5 separate regions of the Mus musculus genome follow, and regions 2, 3, 4 and 5 are each linked to region 1. Evidence: chromatin contacts called from public Hi-C, HiChIP or PLAC-seq and Micro-C data. All regions are on one chromosome and are shown on one strand. The core of a region is the stretch at or near the end of the contact, and the rest is flanking DNA. Distances in the headings are between cores, read along the strand shown.

Evidence for each region. HiChIP or PLAC-seq counts read pairs in DNA pulled down with a chosen protein or histone mark. A called contact is a pair of places that touch in the nucleus more often than the background predicts.
Region 2: a Micro-C map of B cells shows a contact between it and region 1, with 2.2 times the contacts expected there. The contact joins two enhancer-like sites. A contact is called at or near these places in 2 of 39 promoter capture datasets (3T3-L1-derived adipocytes and trophoblast stem cells), 2 of 15 datasets of contacts at CTCF or cohesin (the NIH/3T3 cell line and pro-B cells), 44 of 484 Hi-C or Micro-C datasets (B cells, the C10 cell line, CD4 T cells and 29 more), 10 of 115 datasets of contacts at active chromatin or transcription factors (the 230-238 cell line, CD8 T cells, the HPC-7 cell line and 7 more) and 2 of 9 other capture datasets (adipose tissue and liver).
Region 3: a contact with region 1 is called in a CTCF HiChIP or PLAC-seq map of CD8 T cells, with 11 read pairs. The contact joins two enhancer-like sites. A contact is called at or near these places in 1 of 39 promoter capture datasets (HPC-7-derived erythroid cells), 3 of 15 datasets of contacts at CTCF or cohesin (CD8 T cells, large pre-B cells and pro-B cells), 33 of 484 Hi-C or Micro-C datasets (B cells, CD4 T cells, CD8 T cells and 18 more), 15 of 115 datasets of contacts at active chromatin or transcription factors (the 230-238 cell line, CD4 single positive thymocytes, CD8 T cells and 11 more) and 3 of 9 other capture datasets (adipose tissue, liver and pancreatic islet).
Region 4: a Hi-C map of regulatory T cells shows a contact between it and region 1, with 2.7 times the contacts expected there. The contact joins the promoter of 0610010F05Rik here to the enhancer-like site in region 1. A contact is called at or near these places in 8 of 484 Hi-C or Micro-C datasets (CD4 T cells, the HPC-5 cell line, the N1E-115 cell line and 5 more), 2 of 115 datasets of contacts at active chromatin or transcription factors (the SCID.adh cell line and bone marrow-derived macrophages) and 2 of 9 other capture datasets (adipose tissue and liver).
Region 5: an H3K27ac HiChIP or PLAC-seq map of bone marrow-derived dendritic cells shows a contact between it and region 1, with 2.1 times the contacts expected there. The contact joins two enhancer-like sites. A contact is called at or near these places in 7 of 484 Hi-C or Micro-C datasets (B cells, CD4 T cells, the HPC-5 cell line and 3 more), 8 of 115 datasets of contacts at active chromatin or transcription factors (the 230-238 cell line, CD8 T cells, the HPC-7 cell line and 5 more) and 3 of 9 other capture datasets (adipose tissue, liver and pancreatic islet).

The regions. Positions count from the first base shown.
Region 1 is chr11:23,752,872-23,755,835 of GRCm38.p6, forward strand. Rel (reticuloendotheliosis oncogene) reads right to left here. Exons shown (of 10, transcript NM_009044.3): 4 at 346-437. Among named protein-coding and RNA genes, the nearest start is that of Rel, 17 kb to the right of the region's middle. Within about 2 kb of position 1,625, at least 38 of the 459 cell types and tissues checked have an H3K27ac peak or open chromatin away from gene starts, as enhancers often do. A contact at or near this core is called in B cells, CD8 T cells, Th1 cells and 6 more, where this site is marked.
Region 2 is chr11:23,681,447-23,684,182 of GRCm38.p6, forward strand. All of the region lies in intron 4 of Pus10 (pseudouridylate synthase 10), which reads left to right. Among named protein-coding and RNA genes, the nearest start is that of Pus10, 17 kb to the left of the region's middle. Within about 2 kb of position 1,390, at least 21 of the 459 cell types and tissues checked have an H3K27ac peak or open chromatin away from gene starts, as enhancers often do. A contact at or near this core is called in B cells, bone marrow-derived macrophages, centroblasts and 2 more, where this site is marked.
Region 3 is chr11:23,854,786-23,857,882 of GRCm38.p6, forward strand. No RefSeq gene overlaps it. Among named protein-coding and RNA genes, the nearest start is that of Gm39612, 37 kb to the left of the region's middle. Within about 2 kb of position 1,731, at least 47 of the 459 cell types and tissues checked have an H3K27ac peak or open chromatin away from gene starts, as enhancers often do. A contact at or near this core is called in CD8 T cells, Th1 cells and regulatory T cells, where this site is marked.
Region 4 is chr11:23,632,206-23,634,981 of GRCm38.p6, forward strand. 0610010F05Rik (RIKEN cDNA 0610010F05 gene) reads right to left here and starts at 1,426. Exons shown (of 22, transcript NM_027860.3): 1 at 1,288-1,426.
Region 5 is chr11:23,821,874-23,824,754 of GRCm38.p6, forward strand. No RefSeq gene overlaps it. Among named protein-coding and RNA genes, the nearest start is that of Gm39612, 4.4 kb to the left of the region's middle. Within about 2 kb of position 1,563, at least 50 of the 459 cell types and tissues checked have an H3K27ac peak or open chromatin away from gene starts, as enhancers often do. A contact at or near this core is called in B cells, CD8 T cells, bone marrow-derived dendritic cells and 1 more, where this site is marked.

The DNA.
Region 1 (2,964 bases), core at 375-2,874:
GGTTGGTAGACTGGCATAAAGAAGAAGCATATTGAAAGAATCAAAAACACTTGGAGAAGGTTTCAGTTTTGGGGTTTTCTGTTTTAGCTGAGCATGGTGGCTCACATCTACAATCCCAGAACCTGGGGGCCAATGAGGATGGATTGCTAGGAGTTCATGGCCAATCTGGAGTACGTAGTGAGTAACAGAGCAGCCAGAGCTACATATAAAGACCTCACGTCAAAATAAACAACAAGGGAGGGGAGGCTTCCACTTAAATACAAGTCAACAAGTAGAATTATACTATAAATAGAAATCACAGTCCACTGATAATACAAATAGTAGAAATTATAACAAAGCACTTACCATTGAAAGGATTGATTCCTGCACTAATCCTTAAAATAATAGCTTCTTTCACTTCCTTTTTCTTTACACACCGAATACCCAAATTTTGAAAACTAAAAGCAAAAAATGAAACTTTCAAAATCACATCATAGTTAAACAAAAGTATGACAAAAATCAAACATACTCAGAAAGTCAGCTCTCTGCCACACCAACCTCTAGGTCACAGATCCTGTTTCTGACTGTGATAATAAAGAAGATACAAGAGAAACAAACATAGGCCTGCCTAAGAGAATTGTTAATAGAAAAATAGAGCACATGGTGACATGCCTTTAATTCTAGCACTAGGAGATGGAGGCAAGTGGTACCTTGGTTACCTAGCAACTTTTAGGCTACCCTGGATTATGGGAAAACCTGTCCCAAACTAAAAAAGTATATAGAGTATTATATAACTGTCAAATATACTATTTTATAATTACATTTTGCCAATAGGCTTAGTCAAATATACCAAGGTAGATAAACATTACAAGTAAAACAAACAAAACCATCAAGAAGCAAAGTTTCACCTTCCAAACAAACTCATGATCAATTTACTAAAATTGGTGTATCAAAAGGTACAAAGACAGCTGGACCCTGAAATATGCAGGTATGTTTTGCTAAACTTATAGCAGTGTTAACCTATGTATTTTTAAAAAATGTATAGAAGTGGCTAGTGCATTTTAAAAATTATATATATACATTACCAAACTTAAGAGTGAGGTGATCAGAGCTGAGCATCAGCTCTTCTGGTTTCATGAACATTTCAGAGGTTTGCTAGCACTCCTTGGGCACAGAGACAATCTGTTAGAGCTGAGCACCTGTAACCCCACTTACACACAGTTATCCACTCTGATGAGGAACCGGGCTAGCCTTCTTATATTTGATTCCCTCTGCTCAGTTATGATGCCTGCCTAGCTCATCACTAAAAAATGTACCATGAAATATATGAAAACACAGCTGTACAAGGTCTTGCTGTGTACTTTAGCCTGGCCTCAATTTTTTTCATTGACAACAGAATACACTTTATGCCATGTTATATGATTACAATATAGGAAATGAAGTATTTTTATTAGAGAGGGTTAATACTAACAATATTTAGCAACAGTTTCAAAGGGTCATTTATGGAAAACTTCTCAATAGCTACAAATATTACTCATTTGCATATGTGTAATACAAATGATGATGGGGGAACTCCCCTACCACCATCCAGTCATACTTGTTCCCACATGGAAAAACCATGACATCATCTGAGATGGGTGGGTGTGAATAAGGAAGCAAAACTCAAATGATAAGAACATCACTGTTTCTTCAAACTTCACTTGGCACTTGCAGCCAGAGGCTGCCTGGTTTGCCTTACTCCATGTTCCTATTACTGTATGTTCATGCTTCATGCTTGGCACTCACACCTGTGACTTCATTAGCACCTAAAATAACTTTGCCACTTCCTTCCTCCTCCTCCTCCAATAACAAAAAATAAATTGTCAATTCTTAATCCTTTCTTGAAATCCTGCAACAAAATAATTCTTCACCCTAACATACACGACTTGGTTTTCTTTCATCTGAATAACCTCATCGGGTATGCACAGAGGGTTAGCTCAGTAGTGTGGTACCTGTCTAGCACATCATACCCTGGAATCAGCCCAGTACTAAAGAAAGGAAAGAAGGGAAAGAGGCGAAAGCACTGACTTAAGGAAGCTAAGAATCATGGGGCGTCTGATCATTCACTCAATGTACTTTTTCATAGTCATTCAACACGTTCTGGAGTTCCAATTGTGCACTAAAACTCCCAAAGGGAATGGAGATACATTTTCCTCTCTTCATGGAACTTAGTGTCTGGAATGGACGGTTGGCAAACTCTAAATCATGGGCCAAATTCAGCATACTGCTCATTTTGCAAATAAAGTTTGTATTGGAACACATGCATGTTCATTCACTCACATATCTTTTGTGGATGTTTTCCTGCCACTGAGTAGGACATAAGAGTCCAAAGGGCTTACAAGGCCTATGATACTACTAGAATTTAAAAACAAACAAACAAACAACAACCCTGCTAGCTCAAGTCTTGTGAACTAAGTAAATCACATCTCTCTGAAAGAACACTGTGAACAGAGACTGAAGGAACACTCTCCTGACTGCAGTATAAGATCAGAGGCACTAAGCTGGACAGTGGAGGCATACACCTTTAGACCTAGTACTTGGGAGGCAAAGGCAGGTAGATCTCTGAGTTCAAGACCAACTTGGTCTAAAGAGTAAGTTCCAGGACATCTAGGGCTATACAGAGGAAACCCTGTTTCAAAAACGAACAAACAAACAAAAACCCCAACAACTAATATATATATATATATCACTAGAGTGGGACAAAAGATAAAAACCAGGGGCCATCGAACAACAGCCAGAAAACTACAGGTTACAACAAGTTTGTCTTCACAGAAATCAAGAAAGAGTATTCAAGACACAAATGACTGACTGAAAGTTTGAAACACTGCTGGAAGATCAAGACATGCAGGCGTTAAGATTTCTTGTCAAGTGTGTACTTCTAGGGCTTTTTGTGTTTTGTGTCATTACTATTAATAAGAAGAACTTTTTGGAGATTATGTCTGTGTA
Region 2 (2,736 bases), core at 140-2,639, 72 kb before region 1:
AAGGATGATAGTTATGTGTACATTGTTGTGATTTATCACAGCCCTGGAGAGAACACCTCTCCAGGTGCAAACCCGTTCTTACCTTTTGAGAATGACTGCAAGAAAGTCTGTGAGTTCCTGACCTTAGCACATAAAAAGTGACCTTCGATGGTCACTCTTTAAATGATTTGAAAATTCTCAGTGTTCCTGTGTATGTGTGTGTTCTGTATTGGGGGAGGGAGCCCATGCCACAGTGTGTGGAGGTCTGAGGACAACTGTAACATCAGTTTTCTCCTGCCTTTATATAGGCTCCAGGGATCCATCCCACTTTGCCAGGCTTGCACAGTAAACGTTTACCCTCCAAGCCATCTGCCAATTGTTTTAAAATTCGTATGACATACATTTATTTATTTATTCATCATGTATGAGTGTACATGTGTGCATGACATAGTGCATATGTACTGGTCAGAAGGCAACTTCTGGGAGTTGGCTCTCTCCTACCATGTGGGCCCTGGGGATTGAATTCTGGCCATTATGTTTAGAGACAAGTGCCTGTACCTGTTGAACTTTTTCAGTGGCCCTCTTCAAGTTTAATGTAGCCCTAGTGTGTGCATCGGCAAAAAGGTAAGTTTTTTCCATCCTTAAGGATGGTGACCACTTGCCTAGCCATCACATCTTCATTTGAAAAAGAAAGCCCTGAGCTCATAGAGATCAAATGACGTCCCATCTTATGTTTATGGGAATTTGAATGTGTTTTCCTGCTCTTTTCATAACACTTTGTAAAGCCATGTTATCTCTTCAACCTGTAAATTTTGTGTATTTGACTTTACCTGATCATTTTAGTTACAGAATAACTTTCTTAACTACTCACATTGTTTTTATAATTCATGTTAAGTATACAGAGCCCTAGGCTTCACTAGGGTGTTTTCTTACACATGTATTATACTTTGTACTAATTCCAGCAGTGGTTAAGTAGGGCCGGACCACCATGGAAATGTACTGTATATTGGATCCAGGAATGCAGTTGAAAGCATAGTCAAGCATGTGCTTTAAATGATTAAAGACATATATTTATTTTCTAGCTTGCCTTTTTTACTGGCCTGCCTCCAGCTGGTATAGGTGGAGAAAGAGCAAGAAGGAAGAGGTTGGTTGCTATGGTTTTTCACTGTGTGAATGTATGCATAGGCTGCATTAAAAACAGTGAAGTCTCCTGTTTTGATTTGCATGTTTCTATACCTGTGATTCATCACACAGCATCTTTAGAACTTATAGTTGGAATCAGCGGTGTATAGAATTTAAAGGAAAGCATGAAGAAGCAAATCCCTTAAACGTGTCTCTGTTGGAGGTACCACATTAGCACACGGCCACTTGCCAGCTGTGGAGAGCCTTATGATATGGTTTTCGGGTACATTAACTTTTAGGACTGTAGCCTCGTGCACTAAGTTTCAGAAAAAAAGGAACTTCTAATTTAGGCTCTTCCTATTTCTGATTTGAATGACAGAAATGTCATGTCAACCATCTTTTATTTTTTTTTAATTTTGTTTTGAATAATATCGCTTTGCTTTAGATTTAGTAATTCTGTCACAATTGTATCTGAGTCATACATAGTGACAGTAAAGCATAGGTCACATAGAACACAGCTACATGAGTACTATGTTTTTTAGGAGATAAACTATGTCTTTTTAGCAAGATAAACTTATGAATGTAAGGCACTGCTGTTTATTGAGTATTTGTATAGGCAATCTCACTCAGACATCACAGCGCTCAAAGAAGGCTGGGCTTTTGTCTTCATTTTTCTGTGATGAAATTGAAACTGAAGATTGCATTACTGATGAATAGTAGAGTTAGGATTTGAACTCTGAACTCTGAACTAGCCTATCCCAAAGAGAATGCTTGTAATTGCCACTTGCCATACTGCCCACGCTGTGATTTGGTAAGATTTTAAACACGGGTTGTTTCTAGGGCAGATGCACCTCCTTTGGTACTTTCTCCAAAAACTGTGATATCTTTAAAGTTAGAGAAAGAATCCTTAGCTCTCTGTCTGTTTTTAAACAAAACAAGGGCTCTTGTAATATCTTAACAAGAGAAATAATTTAAAGATGTGGGAGATGGCTCAGTCAATAAAGTGCTTGCCCCTCAAGTTTGTGGCCCTGAGTTCGATCCCCATGGCCATGTAAAAAGATCTCTGGTACCCAAACGCCAAGCCAGGAGCACTGGATAAAGTGAGCTTGTCATATCAGCACTGGGGAGGTGGAGGAGACAAGAGGGTTTCCAGAGCCTGCTGGCCAGTCAGCTTAGTCTAATTACCGAGTCCCAGGTCTCAACTAGAGAGTGTGTCTCAAAGGAACAAGTGGGAAGCTTCTGAGGAGCAGTGCCCAGGCTGACCCCTGGCATCCACATGTGCCTGCTATGGTGCCTATGGACGTCATAGGGACTGGAGTCACAACTGGAGTTGTGAGCTGCCACTGGGAATTGAACACAGGTCCTCTGGAAGACCAGCCATATACACCTGACCACTGAACTATCTCTCCAGTCCCTTTCTCACATCTTAAAGATCTTTATTTATTTGTTTGGCTTGATGCACGGTCTTACTGTGTAGCCCTTGCTGGCCTAGAACTCAGAGATATTCCTGTCTCGCTACCTGTTGTGTGTTGGGATTAAAGGCCTGTGCCACCATGACTGGCCCTATTCTTACTTTGTTAATCATGCATATGTGCACACAAGTGTGGGTTTCTGTAGAGGCTGGAGGTCGGATCC
Region 3 (3,097 bases), core at 481-2,980, 100 kb after region 1:
GCTTTGGTTCTCACTGAGGGCTGCAGAGATGTTCCCTGGTCCGGTTGAGTCCAGGTTCACAGGTCAATAGCCTTGATGATTAGAGCAAAGGCATTTTCTGCTTGACCCTGGGTCAGCCCTCCTAACTGTGTCTACTGCTGTGCTCTTTAAGGCTGCAGTGACACAATAGCACCCGGATCCTAGCCCTTGGACACTTGGCTGATATTTTCTCTCTCAGCTCCAGGGGCAAGTCTCTCCATCCTCTCACAGTACCCCCCACCTCGCCCTGCCCCCCAGGAATCCGTAGCCCCTGCTTTGACCTTGTGTTAGACAGAATAGGCCTAGCCACCTGCTCAGAATGCTGAGGAGGGAGAAAGTACAGCAAATTAGCTAGCATATGCTAACGTGGGGGCTAGCAATCTGGTGATCAAGACTTTAACTTTTTCTTTTTTTGCCCCTCAGTTTGCAGGAGGCAAAGATTCACATCCAACTATTGAGAAGAGACTTGATCAGAGACATGATTTTGGGTCAGCTTCAAGTGGGCTTGCTCCACAGTCCACTGAGGGCATGACCAGAAAGATCTAAAGAGAAAGGCCAGGGGCAGGTCTGTGCATGCTCTGATGTCATCCCCCAAATGGCCAATTAGGTAAACCCACTTTGGCTGTGGGTTGCAGTAAGGGTTCAACCAGCCAAGAATTTCTTCTGCAGAAGCCTGTTCCTGGAGCTGGGAATCCCCACAGTGATCTGGAAGGATGGTGACTGGTGCTGAAATCTAGCCGCTCTGCAGCAGCATTTCTCCTGACCTGTCACGGATGACCACATGGGGGTGCCAGACAGCGCTGATTCAACACTACTAATCTGAAGTCAGGAGCCTTGCTTCCCAGCCTCCTCTGCTGTTCTCACAGTTGCTCAGTGATGGCAGTGTTTGCCTAAGAAAGGTGTGCATCATCTTCCACTCTTCCCATCATGTATTTTGATGGCAGAGCCCATCCTCCCTCCCACCCCCTCAAAATCTCTCAAAACTTGTTTTGCCAGCTTGGTTTCCTCTAACATCTCTTAGGTGGATCATAACAGCAACCTCATCTCTGGGCCTCTCCTTCCCTCCAGCATCCATGGAAAGTGGAGCTCTGATTACTTTTCCAGCCAAACACATCCAGTACTTTCAACTGGTCCTTCCAATGCTATCTAGTTTCCAGAACATTCATCCTAAACATATATGGAATAAGTAGGCTGGTTGACCACTGAATCCCTCTGGCCCCAACAGCATAGCCTTCTCAAACCTATGATACCCTCTCTTCCTTCTTCCCTTTCCCCACCCCCTCACCATGGTACAACTGTTTGGTTGCTGAATTTATAGGGAGTTTAATGGTGCTTTCCCTCTGGGTGTTCAGCTGGAGGCAGGCCGTGAGTGGGCCTTGCTGGGGGAGCCACTACTTTGTGCAACCTCAGGGCCTCCTGCAAATCAGACTTGCTCGCTTTCATTTCCTGTGCCCTGGGAGATTAGATACTGCCTAATCAAGGTCAATTTTTTTTCTTTTCTTAATATTTGAAACTACTAAATATCAGTTACCATCCAAGTGGGTGGTGTTCAGAAATCCCCACTTTTCTGATGTTTGACTTGTTGGTGAGTTTCAAGAAACCAACCTATTTGGAAAGAACCTGAACTTAGTTCTTTGAACTGCTATAAAGCTCTAGCAGGAAGTGAGTTGGAAATAGGGTTAGACAGTCTTGCCCCGTGCCCAGGAGAGGTGGGAGGAGGGGAATACAGGTGCAGCTGGTATGGGTGTGGCTTTAAGCTGTGGCACCCTCCCCACGTGTGGCTGCTTACAGATCTAGTTGGATCAGAAGTGGGGATGTCAACATACAGATGTTTACATTGCAGAATGTTAAACTCTGTTGAAGCATCGGCTCAGCCGGACGTTCTGGGTGCTGTGCTGGCTGGTACAGGTAGTTTGCTAAGTTCTCTAACCCGTTGTAATATATAGATAGTGAACTTTGTAATAATTCATGAGTTCTACTTTCTTTTTTTCCTACAAATCCAGCAGCTGTTTTCTGAAAGGCTGGGTGACAAGGTGTTCAGGCGTACCCTTCAGGCTGAGTGCCAGCCTCTGCCTGAGTTCAGCTGTGCCTACTTGGCAAAAGATCATCACAGCTGGACCTGTTGATCGTTGTTCCCACATAGAAGACTGAGTGTGGGGGTTGGGGTCATGGGATCCTTACCAACCAATTGATTGCAATTCCTCCCCAATTACATGTGGCCTCAGGGAGGTGCTGGGCATGGCAGAAGAGTCATGCACACTTCCTGCACGGATTCCAGGATGGCTGTCTTAAGTCACCTACTCTCCTGCTTGTAATGCCTTAGTCCATTCGTAAGCGGATTAAATGATCAGCTCTTCCAGAGTGAATCTTGGCAGAGCTCTACCCTAGTTTGTCATTGGGACCTTGTGAGGTGGAGAGGAAGTAGATGTTGGCTAGTTCCCCACCTCCAACTTGCCAGGGAAAATTCTCACAACACAAGGCAAGAGCATCTCATGGGAGGTGGCACTCTACTGCCTAGGCTGGCTATGTTGGGATGGAGGTGGCTGGGATGTTGGCCTTTTTTCTTGATCCTCGGGCTGGATTTCTTGGAGAGGAGCTGTCCACTGTCAATCAAGTGCCATGTTATTTCATATGTCTCTGGTCGTGATTCGTTGGATTCTGCTAAGTGCCAGGAACTGTTGGATTTCTTCTTTTGATTCATTGAGCTACTTTTTAAAAGTAGAGCCTTTTATTATAACCACTACTTTTAGAAGACAGAAACAAGAGAGATGAATTAGATTGTACAGTACTTCATAGTGCCTACCAAGTATAATGACGCTAGAGAGTCACTACACTGCTCTCATTTCAGGAAAGGCATTGGTGTTCCCACTGCACACTTTAGTAAACTACAGCCATCTTAAATGCACTGGTGTCCTGGCATTGCGGACATATGATGCTGCTACAGCTGGGTCTTGGGATTTGAACTCAGTCCCTCACATTCGTGCAGCAAGTGCTTTATCCACTGAGCCATCTTACCAGCTTCAGAGCCTAGTTCATTACAGAAAACATAAGCAAGCATATCTATCCTATTAGCATGCAT
Region 4 (2,776 bases), core at 176-2,675, 120 kb before region 1:
ATGGAGATGTGCGAGGCCCTGGGTTGGACAACCAGCACTGGAAAGGAGAAAAGGCGACTAAACAGTTTAAAGTAGAACTCAAGACAAAGACCCCTTGTGTGCTGCTTTTTCACTTTTAACTTTCAGATATTTAATTAAAATTTATTTTCTGTTTTTGGTGGTGGTGGTGGCAGTGTACTCCACAAATGAGCTAAGTTCCCAGCACTTAATTAAAATAACAAGAAAGATGTCTCCATCAAATTCTTAAAAACTTGTATATTTCAAATATAATACTCATTTATTCGTGGTAATGGATGATTTAAGTAACTTGGGTGTGAATTTTTTTTCTGTTGACACAATTGAATCTTTCCAATCAAGGGAAAAAAACTACTGTGTATTCTAGTTAAACTAATCTCTGAGAATGTTTCCTTTAGGGTATGAATAACATACAGTCTTAGAACAGCTGGCACATGCATCTCATTCTGGAGAAAGGTATAAACGTATAAAAAACTATGACCAAAAGAAAATATCTAAAACTCAAAATTATCCTCTCATGCATGACACCATACTTTAAAAGTGTTTAAGGTATAATATATTTAGTAAATAAATAACATTATTTACTAAAATATAAAAATTCTATTGTTTTAACATTTTACACCTTTAAAGAACATAACCTATTCCTTATTTTGGCTTATTCATATGGACAAGCATCTGCTTTTCATTTTTCAATGAAAAGGGGGCTCTTGATCTTTCCCTAGGCAGAGGAGGGAGTGGAGGTGGGGGGTGGTCACAGGGACAGGTGGAAGGCCTCTGGCACAGCAGAGGGAGGCTGTTAGTCCTGATCTACAACAGACTTCCTGACTCTCATCCACACGTGTGACCCAGCCGGTTGGCTCTGATTCTGAAAGACCGGACATCACTGCCCACCCGGGTAAGTAGCCTTTCCAAGCCCGGGTCCGAGGCTCCCTGCGCGGCGCGTCCTCGGGACCGGGATTCCGCGGCGTGGACACCGACTCGAGGCGCGGGCTGGAGAGGAGCAGACAAAGGCATCGGAAAGCAGCCTGGCGGGGACTGTGAGGGCCGGAGTCCGGCGACCGAAGCTGGGCTCCGTCGCCAAGAGCGTAGGCGAGGGCGGCGGCGGGACGGGGCCGCAGGCAGCGCCCGGGCGTCCGCGGGCTTCCGGGCAGCGGGGCCCCGCACCGCCCGCCCGCCCGCCAGTCCGCCCGCCCGGATGGGCAGCGGCGCTCCCGGCCCTCGCCCCACTCCAGCTTCCGAGTGGGTGCCCCAGCCTCTCAGCGTCTCTCTCACCTCCACAGGGCCGCGGCGGCCCTCACCGCGCCGGTGTCACCTGCAGCGGCCAGCACCGCCCGCGCTCGCGCCCAGAACGGCGCGACCCGGCGCACACGCCAGGCTGAGGCGGCCTCACGAGCCGCGGCCGCACCCGCCTGCGCCCGCTAGCCAGCCGCCCAGCAAGAGCGCCGAGGGGCGGGGCCTGATCGACGCGCCCGGGCCAATCGCAAGCTAGCGCCGCAGCAGAGCATCCAATGAGCGACGAGATCCTGCGGGTGGGCGGGTGCGGGCGGTGCCAGAGTGCAGCCCACCGCTGCACAGAGCCTGCTCTTCACCCTGCCCTCTCTGGCTCGTCCTCTCTGGCCTGTCGCAGTGCAGCGTCCCCACTCTCTTAGCGTCATGTCTCTTAGCGACTAGGTCCTCAGCGCTTGATCTTGAACGTGGGAGATAAAGGGAGCTCGAATGAAAAGAATAAATCTTTCCCTGTCACTCATTTTGCTATAAGCTGCTTAGGTTCAACAGAAAAAATATATGATTGGATAGGGCGTTGGCTGGGACTTAGAAACATACTGTAAACTGAAAAGCTGGCGACTTCTCAGATATAGTGTGGCAAATGTTCCAGTGTTAAACTTGGAAGGCTGATTGATGTTCAGTCTTAGAGCACTGATGGAAATGTATTAGTGGCCAGATGTGAGTTTTCGTTGGCAATCACTCCATGGTTCTGGCAAGATTAAACTAAAACAGTGTCCACTAATAAACCTGTTTGCAAGCAGAGAGAGACAGAGACAGAGAGAGAGAGAGAGAGAGAGAGAGAGACAGAGAGAGAGAGAGACAGAGACAGAGACAGAGACAGTGAGAACGAGCAATGTATTCAGTGTAAGCTGTATATCAAAAAGAATATAAGTAACTCTCAATGTTATGGTTTCGATCAAATCTTCATTTCTTTTTTGTTTCCCAGAGGAAGTTGAACGTTTGTTTGTTTTTTGTTGTTGTTTATTGTTTTCTCTTCAATCGCCTTATCTGCCAAGGCTTTCCTCCTACCACTCAAATAGATCTCCCTTCCCACTGGGGGGAGGTGGTCTCAATGTGCAGGTAGAGTCCAAATTATGCCCAAGGAATGAGGCTTCCACATTTGATAATGGGCCTCAGACCTCAGCGAAGCTCCGAGTAGCACGGTGAGAGAAGCACTTGGATCATTTCGCAGGCTCAGGCTTCCTGCTGGGAGCGAATGGTCCCTGTCTTGCTCTCAGGAGAACATGTGTTCACATTCAGCTTGAACTTCAGTGGCTGCACATAGAGCTTTCGACCTCCAAGTCAGATAAGTGTGGCAGCAGATAAGCCACGGTTTCTGCTTTATGAATGCTTCGTGATGCCCAGGTTTTTGTAACCAGACTTGTGAAGGGCTCATTTGTCAAATTAATGCATGCAGTAAAGGAAGCCTATCATCCATGGAACATTTATATATGCCAGGTATGCATCTGTTATCTACTTTAATCAACATGGCACA
Region 5 (2,881 bases), core at 313-2,812, 69 kb after region 1:
CATGGTCACAGAAGGGTGAAAAGTACTGATGAAATGTAGACACTGTCTGTTTCTCACTGAGGATTATACTGTCCTTCCAGATTAGTGACTCTAACTTGGAGCAGTGTCAAGGGTCATAGCTAGATGAGAGTGTTAGGTCTGTTATTGGCATTTAGTATACAAAGGTCAGAGATGCTGTTAAATAGCCCATAATATCCAGGACAGGCCCTTCCAGCAAGTGATTATTTGGCTTCTGTGCCAAAGCACTGAGGTTGAGTGTCTCCGTTCTAAGATACCCCCTTTCACTGCAGATCAGCTGACCACGCAAGTCATCAAGTGAAAGGATCAGCAGGCAGGGCATGATGGCAGTCTCAAGGTATTCTGCACTGGAGAATCCCATATAAACCATCGATCATCATGTAGCTGGCTCTTCCTTCATGAGTAATATGCCCCTATGCTTGGCAGCAGTCTTTGAATAACAGGGTCCTCCATCAGTGTCTCTAGAACTAAAGCAATCAACCATTCCCTTCAGAGGTTTGAGTACTGATAAGCTGTTGATGGAATGGTGGGCCCCACCTTCCCTGCTCTCTGGCCCTAGCTAGTCTTTTTCATTGTTCTTAGCTTCCCCTCTAGTCACCTTCTGATTCTCTCCTTCACAGTCCTTTGGTAGCCAGCATCCTCCAGGCCCTAAACCATCTTCTCCCCATTTACCTCCTGTAGATCCCTTGGTTTTTGCTTTCCTTAGTAACAATAGTAATTCTCATTGCTATCAATGATGTTACAGCCATAAGCACCAGTCCAGTGTGATATATACACTTCATTTTCTAGGCCAGTACCATCAACTGTGTTCTACAGATGCTGAAGCCAGAGCCCCACAAAGCCTCTAACTTCCTCCAAGCCTAAGTGTGGACAGTTGTCCCAGCATGTCCATCTCCAAGAGGAACTCCTGACACTTCTCCTCCTAAAATCTGTCTATACCCTTGGAGGAAAGAAAACTTCTATCTTCCCTAAGTTTACCCCTCCATCCTGATTTGTTTCTTCTTTTGGCAACCCTCCACCTCCTGACATACACATTAACCCTATCCTTTTGCCTCTTTTCCTTCTTACAAATGAATTCTCCCTACCCTCCATCACTGACAATCTCCTGCCTCATTTTCCTTGGCTCCCCTGTTGCACTGAAGAGAACTCCACTCTGCCCACCTCTTTCATTCTCTGCTGGTTCTTGGCATGTCCAGTCATCTTTGGTGAATGTGGTCTAGCTCTCTTATATAACTCTATGCCTCTGGTGAGATTTGTCTGTGTGCCTTGGTCCCTCTGGATGGATATCATGACTCTCTTCCATTATGCCTTGGAATGATGCCTTGCAGAGGACAAGTTAATTTTGAGCATCTCACAAATACCATGCATTAAACACTACCCAGGGGCGGGGAAATGGCTGAGCCAGGACTCCTAGGGAAAGTCCTTTGTGCTGGAGCTCTCTGTTCAGCAGAAGGACGACAATTATTGACATATTTAGAGCAGTGATCACCTCATGGAAATACCCTATTTCACCAGGGACTGAGATTTGAAGTCACTAGCTTTATATCTAAATGTCATTTACCTCTTCACTGTAACCAAGGCTCTGAGAAACAGAAGCACATGACTATGTGCTAGGGGATTCAGTTCCTGTTTCCCCTTCCTGTTTGTGCTCGGCTAAATCAGAAGGAGAAGGAGGAGAAGGAGAAGAAGGAGAAAAGACACCTAAAGAAACTTCTTGGTATTATTATCCTGATACATGTTACTACTGTATATATAGAAATGCAGTTAAAAAGAAACTAGTTTTTGAGCTGTTGTCATTAAATGTCATTATTTTTAAAAGAGAAGTATGTAACAGTTGGGCCCAATACCTATGTTTCTAAAGGCAGATATCCTTTTGAGGGTAAGTATAGTTTCATACCTGCCCCACTGATATGGTTGAAGGAATTTCCACCATTGATCCAGTTGGCATTAGTAAGCTATGTCTTCCATTCATCAACTCATTCTTTAATTCGATCAATGTTTATCAAAACTGAACCCTGGGGCTGGTGAGATGGCTCAGTGGGTAAGAGCACCCGACTGCTCTTCCGAAGGTCCAGAGTTCAAATCCCAGCAACCACATGGTGGCTCATAACCATCCGTAACAAGATCTGGCGCCCTCTTCTGGAGTGTCTGAAGACAGCTACAGTGTACTTACATATAATAATAAATAAATCTTTAAAAAAAAAAAAAAAAAAAAAAACTGAACCCTGCAATTGGACAATAGACACAAACTCTATGCTCTGGTATCTACAATTCTGTGTGATAAAAGCTGGATAAGACAATTAAGGTATGGCAGGAACACAGGTACAGACCTTTATCTTGTGATACCAGGACTGAGATGGTTCTAGAAAAGTATCATTTAAGGTATAATCCAAGTGCAAGAAGAGGCGGTTCCACATTAGAGAAAGCTGAGGTCTAAGGGTGGGAAAGCAGAGAGGAAGAGGATGGAGAGAAATTACTCTCATAATGAATAATTACATAAAGCCAGTGTCATTTTCTTCCCTGCAGGAAATCAAACTCAGTGCTTTGTGCAAACCACACAAGTGTTCTATAACTGAACTACATCACCAAGTGTGTGTGTGGCCATTATTATCTTCACTTAGAGATATTGCAATTGAAGTGCCAAGAGGTCTAGCAACAGATAATTAGTAAAGAATTGCCATTTTCTCTGTTAGTAGATTATAGATAACTGTAAATGATAATAATCAGTTGATTAATTAGTATTCAGCTCCTTCAGGTCGGCGCCAGCTCTGGGCCATCTTGGGCATGAACTCAGTGGATGATTCCCACGGTCCCCAGAGGACTCTCCATGCTGGAGGTGCCCTAGCATGTACAGGATCTTAGG